2 separate regions of the Rattus norvegicus genome follow, and region 2 is linked to region 1. The links are chromatin contacts, called in public Hi-C maps. All regions are on one chromosome and are shown on one strand. Each heading gives the region's core, a stretch centred on a gene start, on an enhancer-like site or on the middle of the called end of the contact. The rest is flanking DNA. Distances are from core to core; before and after follow the strand shown. Region 1 holds the start of Smim47 (small integral membrane protein 47). Region 2 holds the start of Nr1h2 (nuclear receptor subfamily 1, group H, member 2).

The links. Hi-C and Micro-C count contacts between places; a contact is called where the count stands out from the background.
Region 2: a contact with region 1 is called in a Hi-C map of Schwann cells, with 7 times the contacts expected there. The contact joins the promoter of Nr1h2 here to the promoter of Smim47 in region 1. A contact is called at or near these places in 5 of 12 Hi-C or Micro-C datasets (Schwann cells, frontal cortex, kidney and 2 more).

Annotation. Positions count from the first base shown.
Region 1 is chr1:103,875,673-103,882,543 of GRCr8, reverse strand. It overlaps Smim47 (small integral membrane protein 47), which reads right to left and starts at 1,302. Exons shown (of 3, transcript NM_001384852.1): 1 at 1,236-1,302; 2 at 1,099-1,158; 3 at 877-980. The coding sequence starts at 1,250. The coding sequence ends at 969. It overlaps Acp4 (acid phosphatase 4), which reads left to right and starts at 1,388. Exons shown (of 12, transcript NM_001107510.2): 1 at 1,388-1,619; 2 at 1,891-2,046; 3 at 4,473-4,577; 4 at 4,656-4,742; 5 at 5,497-5,643; 6 at 6,211-6,309; 7 at 6,386-6,481. The coding sequence starts at 1,981.
Region 2 is chr1:104,182,554-104,189,531 of GRCr8, reverse strand. Nr1h2 (nuclear receptor subfamily 1, group H, member 2) reads left to right here and starts at 5,669. Exons shown (of 10, transcript NM_001398610.1): 1 at 5,669-5,808; 2 at 5,908-6,039; 3 at 6,892-6,949. The coding sequence starts at 6,910.

The DNA.
Region 1 (6,871 bases), core at 53-2,552:
GAGGCAGGAAGGTGATGGAGTGCGCTGCTAACAGATTCCCTCTATTTGGGGTTCTGGACACTTCTATCAGATAGGGATTTGATGGCAGGTGATAACGGTTCAATAGGAGTTTGCTAAGACAAGAGAGAAAAAAAAGGAAGAAATATTAGCATTTCTTAAGATAACCAGGAAAGGAATTACATCCACTTAGACTCTCCACATACAGTCACAACATCTGCCCACACCGTTGATCTCTGGCAGTCCTTAGCGTGGCCTTCCTTTAAACAGATTTGCACCTTTGCTGGGAAGGAGTGCTCAGAGAGACAAGCCTGAAATCCTGAGCAAGCTGTTTAGTGCCAGATGGAGAATCAAACCCTGGAAATTCTTCTCTGTGCCCTGGCACTCACAGCTGAAATGCCCCTTAAATACTCATGTGACCTAAAGGTTCCTACTTATTCTTCAAGACCCACTTCTCCTTCAGACCCAGGGGTCCAAGCTCCAGCACTCCTCCCTCAGACCCAGAGGTTCAGACTCCAGCACTTCTCCCTCAGACACAGGACTCCAAGCCCAATTCTCCACCCAAAGACTTAGAGATCCAGGGCCCAGCCTCCTCCCACAGACTTGGAGGTCCAGGGCCCAGCCTCCTCCCACAGATTTTGAGATTCAGGGCCCAGCCTCCTTTCTCAGACTCAGATGTTCAGGGCCCAGCCTCTTCCCTCAGACTCAGAGGCCCAGAGCCCAGTTTCTCACAGATTTGGAGCAACAGGTCCCAAGCCTCCTCCCTCAGATCTAGGGGCCAGGTCTCTACTTTTCACCTTCCTGCTGAGATCCATGGTTGTGTGGACCTATGAGGAACAGGGTTGTAGGGAGCAGAGCTTAGGGAGCAGGAAGCCTTGGTCTGGTGCTGTTAACATTTATTGGATCTTAGAGGCCAGAGCAATGGCAGAGCAGGCGGGGGCCAAGCTGGTGGACTGGGGAGCCATGCCTTCTTACTGCTGAGCCTAGAGCAGAGATAGAGGTGTGATGTAGACACATGGCAACTCAGTACAGAAAAAGCTTCAGGGCCAAATGAAGAGAGACAAGAGAGACAGACCCCTCCTACACCCACCTCCCCCTCACCTTGTTGAAGAAGTAGATGGAGGCTAGGATGGTTAACACGGCCATGGCCAAGGTCACATTCTGGGGGAGGAGGTCAGGAGTCAGCTCCCTCCCCTCCCTATCCCCACCCCTGCCCCAGTCCCTTCACCTGTCCTCACTTCCTGCAAGTTCATAGCCATGGGTCCTAGCCACACAGCACTTGACCTGCCTCCCTCAGACCTCTGAGTCCGACAGGAAAGAGTCTCCAAGAATGGGAGGGGGTTGTCGGGGAGACCAGAATGGTGACCATGGTGACCAGGGAAGGGCATTTTGGGTAGAAGAGACATTGGAACTGGGGATTGGGAGGAAGGGGATGTAGGTGTGTAGTGTCACCCATGGGACCTAAATCCAGCATCAGGACTTATGAGATTGGAGAGTACAGACCTGGATCTCCACACTGGGTCCCATTTTCTTCCCTAGAGTGTGCTGGGGAGCCAGGGGAGAGTTGTGAGCTGGGAAGGGACAGATAGCCTCTGGTATCTTGAGGCAGGAGAATGACTGAGGTATGAAGAAGGGGTCCAATGGCACAGGCAAAATGGCATGCTTGTGTCTGCCAGATGCAAGGGTGGGAATGACAGTTGGGACTTAGACTAGAATTTGGTCCCCAGCTTGTGAAAATGGCAGAATGTGCACCCTGGTGTGAAGCATGGTGGCAGTGGCAGCTTCTGACCTCTGGACCACAGGGACAGCCAGGCACTTTGACTCTGACCACCCAGTGTTCTTTGTAGGTTCCAAATTCTTTCCTCTCTATACCTTTCCTCTTATAACTTTCAGGTTCTTAGAGGTGCAGCCGAGAGGGGAGATACACGTGTGTGTGGAACTGCCTTCATCCCCCACTAATTGCTACCGGCTGTGCACAGAGGGATGCACCACTGGAGGAGCCCAGTTCTTTGCAGTGTCCTCAGGCTGGAGACTCAGGGGACATACATGGTGAGAAGCCTCCTGCGGTGATGCCTGTGTGGGCTTGAACCCCAGCTCTGACGGCTGTCAGTGGAATGACCTTCAGTGAGTCACAAAGATGTCTTTGCCATTTTTTTCTAATGTAAAGAAAACATATCCCCCAGGAAAGGAGCTAGGGCAGGGCTCAGTGGGTGTATACTTACCTTTTAAGCATGAGGACCTGAGTTTGATTCCCTAGCATGCCTATAAAAAGCCAGGCATGGTGCTTGTGCCTCGGCACTAGGACGTAGAGACTGGAAGATCCCGGGGTTTGTTGGCCAAATGAGTGAACTCCAGGTTGAGTGAGAATGATCAGAATAAGTGAAAAGCAATCAAACAAGACATTTGACATTGACCTCTGACCTCTCCACACGGAGAACTTCTGTTTGTGGTGCAGGTGTTTCTCCAGCCCAGGGTGGGAAGACAGCTCAAGAGTCTCACAAAACTCAAGACATTTTTCCAGATTCACCTGATACAGAAGAAGTAGATGGTTGCTGGAGAGAAGGCTCTTTTTAAAAAAGATTTATTAATTTATTATGCATATAGCATTCTGTCTGCATGTATGCCTGCCGGTGAGAAGAGGGCACCAGATCTCGTGGTTATCTGGCTAGATGGTTGTGAGCCACCATGTGGTTGCTGGGAATTGAACTCAGGACCTCTGGAAAAGCAGCCAGTGCTCTTAACCTCTGAGCCATCTCTCCAGCACTCAAGACAGAATTCTTAAGTGGAGCTGCCTTTGAGGTGCACAGAGGACCCCCAGTGACACATCTGTCCTCCTCGCACCGTCTGTCTAGGACATTCCAGTGTGGGTGCAGCGGCTGCTTTTGAGTCACAATCCTGTGAGTGACACCAGTAAATGAACTGGTTCACCATGCTGGACATGGAGTAATTTCTTGGGTCAGCAACGCTGCTGTCCTTTCGGGACTGGAATTCAAAGTCACCAGTTCCAGAGGATCCAACGCCTTCTTCTGGCCTCCACGGATACTTCATGCACATACATAAAAACACATAAAATAAAAATAAATAAGTCACGGCTGGATGTAGTGAAGCCCACCTTTAATCCCAGCCCTTGCGAGGCAGAGATCTGTGAGTTTGAGGACAGCCTGTCTACATAGTGAGTTCTAGGACAGCTAGGGCTACATGGTGAGATCTTGTCTCAAACCACCACTTCAAAAAAAAAAAAAATCTCAAAAAGTAAACAGCTAGATTCCCTCTAAGCTGAGCCCTCCCAACTCTTGACCCATAAGGCCCATGAGCAATGACTGTCTTAAGATACTCAGTTTGGGGCTAGGGAGGTGGCACATTGTTATGTTTGCCCCACAAGCAAGTTGGGGACCGAGATCAGCTCCCCAACACCCATATGACAGATCTTGGCATGGCAGCTTGTAATTGCAGTCTTAGAGCTTGTTGAGGTTAAGACAGGAGGATTCCTGGAGCTTGGTCTATTCTGAATCAGCAAGCTCTAAGTTAAGTGAGAGACCCCGTCTCAAAAGGTAAGGTGGGGAGTGTTTGCAAAAGACACCGGCATGTGGCTTCAATACACGTGCACTCCTGCACACACATGAACACACACACAAATCACTGAATTTTAGGGTCACTTGTTATGTGGTCATCAATACAACTTCCTAACAGCTCCTCTCTGCAAATGGGTTATCTTAAGTGCTTAATATACTTTGAGCTCGTCTGATCTGTTTTGTGAGATGAAGGCACACAGAGGTACAGCAACTTGCTTAACACGATACATCTTGTAATGGTGAGAGCATTGAACCTGGTCTGTCTGACTTCTGGTGTGGGTATTTTGCTACAGGGCCCTGTTGGCTTTAACCAGGTGTATATATATGGTGTGGAAAGAAAGTGAAATCTTCAAGAAGTCCAAGGAGGCCTCAGAGAATCCTGACATTTTAGGAAAGGCAGGAAACATGGGGAAGCCTAGGGGTTAGGGGATGTCTGTAACTACCTCTCAGCTTTGCCATTTCCTAGGTGTTTCCTCAGGCAAGTCAGTAATCCTGTCGTGTCTCAGTTTCCCTGTCAGCACAGTATAGGTGCTGGTAGCCAAATGGACATCTCCTGGGGGGTCTGTGAAGATGAACTGTGTTAATCCCAGGTCTCCTCAGTGCTGGGGAGCGTGCTGGGGCCTGCAGGGTATGCAGGGGGCTGAGTCTGAGGCTAATGAGCAGGTGAGGCCACAGCACAGACGGAGGCTGAGCTCAGCGTCTGCTCTCTGTGGAAATGGCTGAGCCCCGGTCTCAAGGCCACACCGTCGGACCCTTGCTGCTGCTGCTGCTGTTGCTGCTGCCACCCCAGGCCCTGCCGGAGGGGCCCCTGCTATTTGTGGCTCTGGTGCGAAGCCCCCCACCCCACCTGACCCACCTTCTACCTTCCAGGCCAACCCTGACCTTCCTCTCCAACATCCCCAGGTGTTCCGACATGGCGACCGGGCCCCACTGGCCTCCTACCCCACAGATCCACACAAGGAAGCTGCCTCCACCTTGTGGCCCCGAGGTTTGGGCCAACTGACTAAGGTGAGGAGGGAGAGGGGGGTGAGGAAGAGGGGTAGGGGACAGGAGATGAGGGTCTGCTGAGGCCCCCTCTGTCCCCAGGAGGGCATCCGCCAGCAGCTGGAACTGGGCCGATTTCTGAGGAGGCGTTACAAGGCCTTCCTGAGCCCTGAGTACAGGCGCGAAGAGGTACTTTGTTGACCTTTGAACCCAGAGCCCCCTTTGGTCTTCACCTCTTGTCTTTGATCTCTATCTGCACCCCCGTAGGCTTCTAAGTCGGTAGGGAATCCACATTGACCTCTGACCTTCTCTCACAGTCCTCTGACCTATCACAGTCTTAACCACTCACCTGACCTCACTCAACCTCTGTCTTGATTTCCAACCACTCCAGCCTGACCTTCTGACCTTCAAACCTGGTTCTGTCTTTGATCCTTGCTTTGCCCACCTGATATTTCTCGGGGTGGGGTTTCTCAGTAAGAACCTGGACCCGCACATGCTTGGCAAGCCCTCCATCACTGAGCACCACCCCTGTTTCCAACCTCCAACCTTTGCTGTCTACCACCATCATTCCCACCTTCCTTTTCTGTCTTCTTACTTCCTTTGGCCCCTGACTCCTCTGAGGACTGGGTACTGAATTTTAGCTCTATGTTATTCAGTTCCCACCCTCTACATCTTGACCTGTTAGCCCCAACCCCCTTATTCTGATCTCAGCAGACCCCTGCAATCCAACACATTATTCAACTCTGACCTTTGATCCCAACTTCCAAAGATGAAAATTAGACTCATGAACTCTGAGTTTTGACCCTCAGTGGCTGTCCTTTGATTCCCCCCCCTCTTCCTGACCTTTAACCTTACCTACCCCAAACTAAATCTGAAGCTTTTGATTTGGGACCCTGCTGACCCTTGGCCTGTCCACCTGCTCTGCTGCCCTCATCCGCCCCAGGTGTACATCCGCAGCACAGACTTTGACCGGACATTGGAGAGTGCACAGGCCAACCTGGCTGGGCTCTTCCCCGAGGCTGCCCCTGGAAGTCCTGAGGCTGACTGGAAGCCCATTCCAGTGCACACAGTGCCTGTGTCTGAGGACAAGGTCAGGGGGCTTGATCTGGTGGGAGAGACAGAAGAGTCTTGAGTTCAACATCATTGTCATTCAGGGAAACTTAGTGAGACTTTCTTGAAATGAAAAAAAAAAATTAGCAAGAGGACAGGGATGTAGCTTAGGGGTAGACACCCCCAGCTTAGACTCCTCTAGTGAGGGGATGGGAGTATGGCTCAGTAGTAAACTACCCACCTAGAATTCCCTAGTGAGGAGCTGGGGGTGTGGTTTAGAGGTAGAGGGATTGCCTAGCCTGTCCAAGGTTCTGGGTTCTATAACTAGCACCACACATAAAAAAGGATATAGATAAAGCTCAATATTGAGCTGGAGAGGGACAGGGGCAGCTCCAAGCTGAGTGGATCTATTTCTGGAGGCCCAGAACAGCTGAGATCTGCAAGGTTATCCCTGGCAGAGCTGGTCAGAGTGGGAGCTGCTACCCCTGCCCAGTACAGCTGGATACAGGGGACACTGGGTGAGGCAAGGGCCAGAGACCCTGGCCCCAAGGCCACCTGTGAGACCCCAGACTTGCTGCTGTCTTCCCTGAGCCTCAGTTTCCCCCAGTTGCTGAGGTTCCCCATGCGCAGCTGCCCTCGATACCATGAGCTGTTGCGGGAGTCCACAGAGGCAGCTGACTACCAGGAGGCCCTGGAGGGCTGGACAGTGAGTGCCGGTGTGGGCTGGTGGGGCTGGGTGCCAGGCAAGGATTGGTAGGGTTCATCCAGTTGTCTCCACTCAGGACTTCTTGACCCGCCTGGGCAACTTCACTGGGCTGTCCCTGGTTGGAGAGCCACTCCGCAGAGCATGGAAAGTTCTGGATACCTTGATCTGTCAGGTGAGTCCTCTTCTCACCTCTCCCAGCTGTGCATTTCAAATCTGCACTTGTCCTAGCTGTTTTATCAGGTCATGTGATTTAGCCCTGTGTGCCCTGGTTCCCCCACCTGTATGGTTGGGGATAGTGACAGGCTGGTAGGACGGTGGCATAGCATACATATATATATCCCCTTTCCTGGTACCATTTCATTGGATCTTTCTAGAAAACCGAATGTCAGATTCCAAGGCATCTCTGGTTCCAAAGGGCTTGGTAAGGACTCTGGTCTGGTACTTGCTCTGGCTCATACTGTGGTGAGCTGATCTTTGAGGGGTTTGAATGAGGGCCAGGGTCTGGAGGGTTGGCCGTTAGTAAGACACAAGCATGAGGAATTTGGATCACTAGTACATACAT
Region 2 (6,978 bases), core at 4,420-6,919, 300 kb before region 1:
TGGCTCACAACCATTTGTAGTGGGATCTGATGCTCTCTTCTGGTGTGTCTGAAGACAGCTACAGTGTTCCCACATATATGAAGTAAAGAAATAAAAAAAAAAAAGATTTATTGTATATACATCACTCTGTTTGCATGTGTGCCTACAGGCCAGAAGAGGGCGCCAGATCTCATTACAGATGGTTGTGAGCCATCGTGTGGTTGCTGGGAATTGAGCTCAGGACCTCTGGAAGAGCAGACACCACTCTTAACCTCTGAGCCATCTCTCCAGTCCTGTGATTTTCTTTCTGCTTCTTTTGTTCTTCCTCTGTAGAAAGCAACTTCCTCTGCTTGCTTCCCTGTTCTAAAGAATAAAGTTTGATCAGTTTTAGGATCAAAAATAAGACCAATTGCACACCAGTCCTTCTAGCACTTGGGATGTATAAATACACACACACACACAACACACACACACACACACACACACACTTTTTTATTTTTATTGTTGTTGTTTTCTTCACATGGGGTCTCCTGTAGCCCAGGCTGGCCTAGAACTTACATCTTACATTGCAGCTGGGCTCCTGACCTTTCTGCTTCTACCTCCAGCGTGCTAGGATTACAGGACTGTGCCACCACACCTCACTTAAAACTATTTGGATTCTTGCAGTTTGCCCTTTGACACACATTTTACCGGGAAGAGCAAACTTAAAACCACAGTGAAATCTGGCTTCTCATCCAGTGAGAGGTTGAGGTAGACAGGATAATAACATGCGCTGGCAGGTGTGGGGAAATCAGGACACCACACGCACCAGTAGTCCTACTACTTGGGAGGGTGAGGCAGAAGGATTACTTGTCTCCTAGATCTCAGGGCCAGTTTATGCAAAATAGCAAGATGCCACCCTTAAAAGATCTGGGCGTTGTGGTGCACACCTCTAATCCCAACATTGAGGAGGCTAAGATAGGAGATCATGACGACCTCAGTGCTGTTTCACAATGTTATTTTTCCCATGTGTCTGGATATATTCGTCTCCATGTGTATAAGTGCATATGTGCCTGGTTCCTGTGGAGGTCAGAACAGGGCTCTGGATCCCTGGAGTGGTAGTTACAGATGTGAACGGTTGTGTGGGTGCCGGGAATTGAACCTGGGTCCTCTGGAAGAGCAGGCAGTGCTTTTAACTGTTCAGCCATCTCTCCAAGCTGAGGCTTTTGAGATCCTGTCTCAGAGCAAAACAAAACGAACCCTTGTGCATCAGTGTCCAGTGTAGCCTTGCAGCTTCCACTAGAAATTACCCAATGGCCAGGCAGGGGCAGCGCACACCCTTGGTTCCCAGAGGGAGACAGGCAGGCAGATCTCTGTGAGTTCAAGGCCAGCCTAGTCTACAGAGTGAGTTCCAGGACAGCCAAGGCTGCACAGAGAAACCCTGTCTCAAAAAACATATTCACATGTTGGCCGACTGGTAAATACTGACGTGGTATATCCATACAATAGAATATTATACATCACAAAGAGATATAAAAATACTGACACATAAGGCAGCATAGGTGAACCTTGAAACTGGAACAAAGAAGGAAAACACTCCAGGTGCAGAGAATGGTAAGTTCTAGGGCTCTAAATGCAGAATGGGCAAACCCCATGGAGACAGGAAGCTGATCAATGGTTGCCCAGGGACAAGTGCGGGTTGGGAGAATTGGGTGCTGATGCTAATGGACACAAGATTATTTTGTGGGGTGACAAACATGTTCTAGAATCCATTACAGTGAAGGTTGCAAAATGTTGTGAACACTCTTTTAAAAAGCTGCATTTCTGGTAAAATCCAAAATGGGTCAACTGTCCAGTGAGTTAAATCTCAACTAAGTCATTAGCAACAAAGCAAGGGTGGATTGGTTGTGTTATGGGTCAGAACTTGGTCCATAAGGAGACTCAGATAACAAAACCGGACTGCCTGGGCAGGCCCCTTGAAACTGTCCTGACAGAAGATCTTGTCCTTGTCATGGCTGGTTGCATTTTTGTCCCTCTGGTCTGTTGCCTCTTGTTATTTCCATTTCCTGGTGCATTTGAAATCCCAGGAACACAGACTGGAGATCTGTCTCCACGTTACAGGCACTAACTGCCCGTTCTTACAGGGAGTTCAAAGTTTAATTAACAGTGCCCATAGGGTGGCTCACGACTGACTTCAGTTGCAGGGAATCCGATGCCTTCTTCTGGCATCCATGGGCACAAGGCCCTCAGGTGGTACATGGAGCTAAATAGGGAGAAAACGCTCAGCACGTAAATAAATAATCCTTTCAGAAAATACATACAGGCAAATACATTCATACATATACATTAAAAAAGAATCCAGGATCAGCGAGCCCTGCAGACAAGCATCTCATGCTTAGAACTAAAACTCCTCCCAAGGCCTGGCACGGAGAGGGATATCTGTAATCCCAGTACTCAGGACGCCGAGGCAGGAGAGAGTCGGAGGCATAACAAGACCCTGTTACAAAATAAAAGGCATGCCACTCCAGTATCAAAGACCCCAGCAGGAGCTGGCGGAACCAGATCTTAGATAATGATAGACCAGCTCACAGCCTGGCCTGGCCTGTGCCAACACCCTATGCAAACTTTCCTGTCTCCCTTATCCTGGAGCCACTGTAGGTATGGGGAAGTCAGATTCTCCAGCCTCTATACCTGCTGGTTTCTCAACAGGAGCTGAAGTAGTCTTCAGCCTGCATGCAATTGCTCGCCCACAGTGGTAAGGACAAAAATGGCTCCAGAAGAGGACGGAATACACTCTCGTGTGTGGCTGTCTTTATGGAATACACACTCCTGTGTGGCTGTCTTTATGGAATACACACTCACATGTAGCTATCTTTGGCTACTTTGTGGGTTCTTCTTTCTTCTACCCTTCAACCCCCTAACACTAGATATGAGTGGGGAAAAAAGGATAGATAGGAAAGGAAAGAGATCCCTGAATTAAGTCAGGAGTCAGAAAGGGGTCAAACTTATTGCTAGTCGACTTCCTGCTGATTGGGGCGTTGAGTTCCTTGGGGCAAGTTTGACCTTCGCACTCAGGATATCTAATGTCTTTGTTGCGCAGGACTACTTAACAAATGCCACTAACAGGAACCAACCAACAATCCACCTCTGGGGGCCCTAGCATCGATATACAGAAAAGTTCCCAGATCTAAACATCATACAATCTGCAGAGACTATCTGCAGCTGGCAAAACCATGCCTCTGCTAGGGCACGAGGCAAATCAGTCACCTGTTTCAAAGCAGCCCCATATCCCCACACCTGGGATTAAAACAAAAAAAATATTTTTGTGTAATATCTCTGTGTTTTTAAAAAACCAAAATTCCAGAATTCTCACTACACTCATGCACACATACGGGGATAAAAGTGGTTGAGTCATTTGCTTTGGGGAGGTGATATCCTTTCCCTGTTTCAGAGGGCCCAGGGAACCAGTCCAACCTCAGGCAAGGGGTCCTAGAGGACACTAAGTCATATGTCCTGCTTCCAGGGCCAGCATCTCAGTGAATTCAAACAGCACGTGACAGTTTACTAGTGACACGTATGTAAACATAAACACACATATAAGTATATATATGCTTACTTATTGAATGAAGAACAATGAGGACTTGACAGCTCCCAGGTATGGTTGAGAAGGTTTATTGTAGGTATAAGGAGGAGAACATCCAGAGGCATCTGCAAGAGTCCAGACTGACCTGGGCCTACAGAATAAGTTGGGCCATGGGGTCAGGGGTGAGAGAGGAAGAAAGGGGGAACCAGGACACAAAGAGAACCAAGAGAGCTAAGGAACATGTAGCCAAAACAGCTGGATTATATAGGAAAGAGAATCTTGGAGGAAGAGAAGTGATGCTCAGGGACGGGAAAGGTTGAGGGTAGGGTAACTATATAGTAACAGGCATTGGTGATACTAAGAGAGACTGGTGCCCAGAGTTCACTTTGATATATTAATATGCACCTCAGCCATATTCCCAGGGTTCCTTTGAGACCTAACACTTATCTGAACAAAAGCATGGGTTGGTGGCTGGGTCTCAGGAGTAGATAGATTTTGTGTGTGACTGAGGTAGTGTGGGCTCTAGCCTCAACTTTGTAAGAATTCGTTAGATTAACTAACCATGGCATGGCATTTTTAATCCCAGGACTCAAGAGGCAGAGGCAGGAGGATCTCTGAGTTGGAGGCCAACCTGGTCTACAAAGAGAGTTCTAGGATAGCTAGAATGGTGAGACCATGTCTTTGAAAAAGGTGGGGGGCGGTGTAAACCAGGTAGTGGCAGTAAGTGCTTTTAATCCTAGCACATGGGAGGCAGAGGCCTTGGCCAACTCTCTTATGAGTTGGAGGCCAGTCTGGTCTACAGAAGTAGTTCTAGGACAGCCAAGGCTACACAAAGAAACTCTGTTTCAAAAAAATATACAAGCAAAACAAAACAAAACAAAACAACAACAACAAAACCAAGACCAACAGCAACAAAAGTTAAGTAAAAGCAAGCATTTGCGCTTAATAAAGATTCTCTCAACTGTTGACAAGTCGGAGTTGGGGAGAAACAAATCTCTGAATCTTTTCCATCTGAGGTCCACACAAGTATTTCTATCTTTTGTGAAAAAGCTGGTATTATCACTTTTATGGGAGAGGGGCATAGGCTACTTGTTTATTTATATTGAGCTGATGACCTGTCTTACTACCTAGCTCAGCTTGGCCTCCAACTAAACGCAATCCTCTGGCTTTGGTCTGTTTGATTATTGCAGGCATGCAATTGCACCCAATTTGCCTTTTTATATTTACTTCTTCCTATCACGAAGCTGAATGAAAAAATAACTTCTTATATATAAAAGTTCCAGACGCAGGCACATCAAGAGAGTCCAGAGTTGGGTTGAATAAGAGCACTGACTGCTCTTCCAGAGGTCCTGAGTTCAATTCCCAGCAACTATAGCATGGCTCACAACCATCTGTAACGGAATCCGACACCCTTTTTTGATGTGTCTGAAGACAGGGAGTACTTACATAAAATGTTAGAGAGAAAGAGAGAGAGAGAGAGAGAGAGAGCGAGCGCGAGAGCGAGCGCCAGAGCCTGGACATGTAAGGAGAAGGGGAGAGAGGTGAGCCAGGGGAATAAATAAGGGTAGGCGAAAAAAGAACCCAGTATTCAAAACGACTGGATTATAGAGGGAAGGGCGGGCAGCTGGGGTAGGGCAGCACAACCTCTGAGCTGGAGAAGTTCAAGGTATGAAGAGCCCTCGTGCCTCCATTTTAAGCTTAAAATCATCCTGCAACCATCATGACATCTCCAGATTTAACCTATTTAGAACCAATATACTGGGCTGTAAGTGGATGTGCTTCTGCAACAATGGGGAGGTGGAAGCAGTTGGCTCAGAAGTTCAAGGCCACCCCTTTGAATATGAGATCCTGTCTCAAAATCAAAACCAAAATAAAAACCAACCATGCAGCACTTCTACAAACGTAGAGAACTTTAGACTAATCAAAAAGGGAAACAACTTGCTTTGTTAGTCATGTGTTTAAAGAAACAAAAGAACTTTCCGGAACTTTTTTCTGAGTCCCAGAGGGGAACTACCAGAAGAAATAAACTTCCGGTGTCCCACTTCCGGCCAAGGCATCTCATTCGGTGGCGCCTAGGCAGACCGGAAGTCTGTCACCTTTCCCGGCCCTCCTACTTCCGGAAGTGACGCGCAGCGGGGTTGCCGGAAGAAGTGGCGAAGTTACTTTTGCTTTTCGCTCAGCAAGCGCTGTTGCTCCGAGCTACTCCCAGGCTTCTGAAGTTACTTCTGAAGTGCTGTGGAGGAGCAATCACCGGTGCGGACACAGAGGCAAGTGCACCAGGCGGCAGGGCGGGTGGGGTTGGGACCGGTACGCGGATCTTTGCGGGTCCAGCTTAACGCGCGCCTCCTTCCCTTACTTTGTCGCAGCTCCCGCCTCCCACAGCCATTTCCAGGGTAACGAAGTAGGAGACCCCCTCCTGCGACCCCCTCACGATCGCCGGTGCAGTCATGAGCCCCGCCTCCCCCTGGTGCACGGAGAGGGGCGGGGCCTGGAACGAGGTGGGCGTGACTCCACGGGGCGTGGCGTAGGGGAAGCCTATGTTGGTGGGCGAGGGCGGGACGCACATGGGCGGGAGGCATGCTGTAGATAAAACCCGTGATTGAAGGCTTTCTTGATTCTTGGGGCGGGGCCTGGATTGTTGTTGAGGGGACTGGGGGAGTGGGCAGAGGCGTGGAGGGCGTGGCACAACGAAGACCTATGATTGGCTTTTGGGGAGTTGGAGGGGCGGGGCTAAATCTGGGTATCTGCCCCAGTGTGAGAAGGGGCGGGACCAGGGACCTGATAGGATGGGTAGGGTCTGGGGTCTGTATTGAGGTGGGTTAAAGCCTTGAAGAAGCCTGTGGTAGGAGGGTAATGGTTGCGACCTGATGGGAGAGGCGGGACAAAGTTAGGATCACCTATATGGTAAGAGCACAGTTGGTGCTCACCAAAGAAGAGGAATTAGAGTTGTTGGGCTCTCTTAGTGTTAGAGGGGCGGGAGTTGTCATGGGAGGTCATGAATCATAGAGAGGTGGAGGGAGCAGTGAGTGGGTTGGAGCAGAAGTGGTTGGGGATGTTCAGGGTGATGTTTATAAGGGACTAGGGCTGGCAGTGGGGGCTCAGTATAGAAGTAAAAACACTGAGGTATAGTGGCACAGTGCTGTGATGCCAGCACTTGAGAGACTGAGGCAGGAGTGTGGGGAATATCCCAAGACAGCGTAGGGTAGTGTGTTCCAGGGTTTTGGAGGTGGTTCAAGATGTTCAGCCACATAGTTCGTTTAGCCTGAGCTGCATGGGATCATGTTTCGAGAGCCCTTGAGCATTGGAAGGAGAGACACTCTGTAATTGGCTGGGTCCCCTATGTCCAGCAGGCTGCTTCGTGACCCACTATGTCTTCCCCCACAAGTTCTCTGGACACTCCCTTGCCTGGTGAGTGATGGGTTTTCCCTACCTGGCCC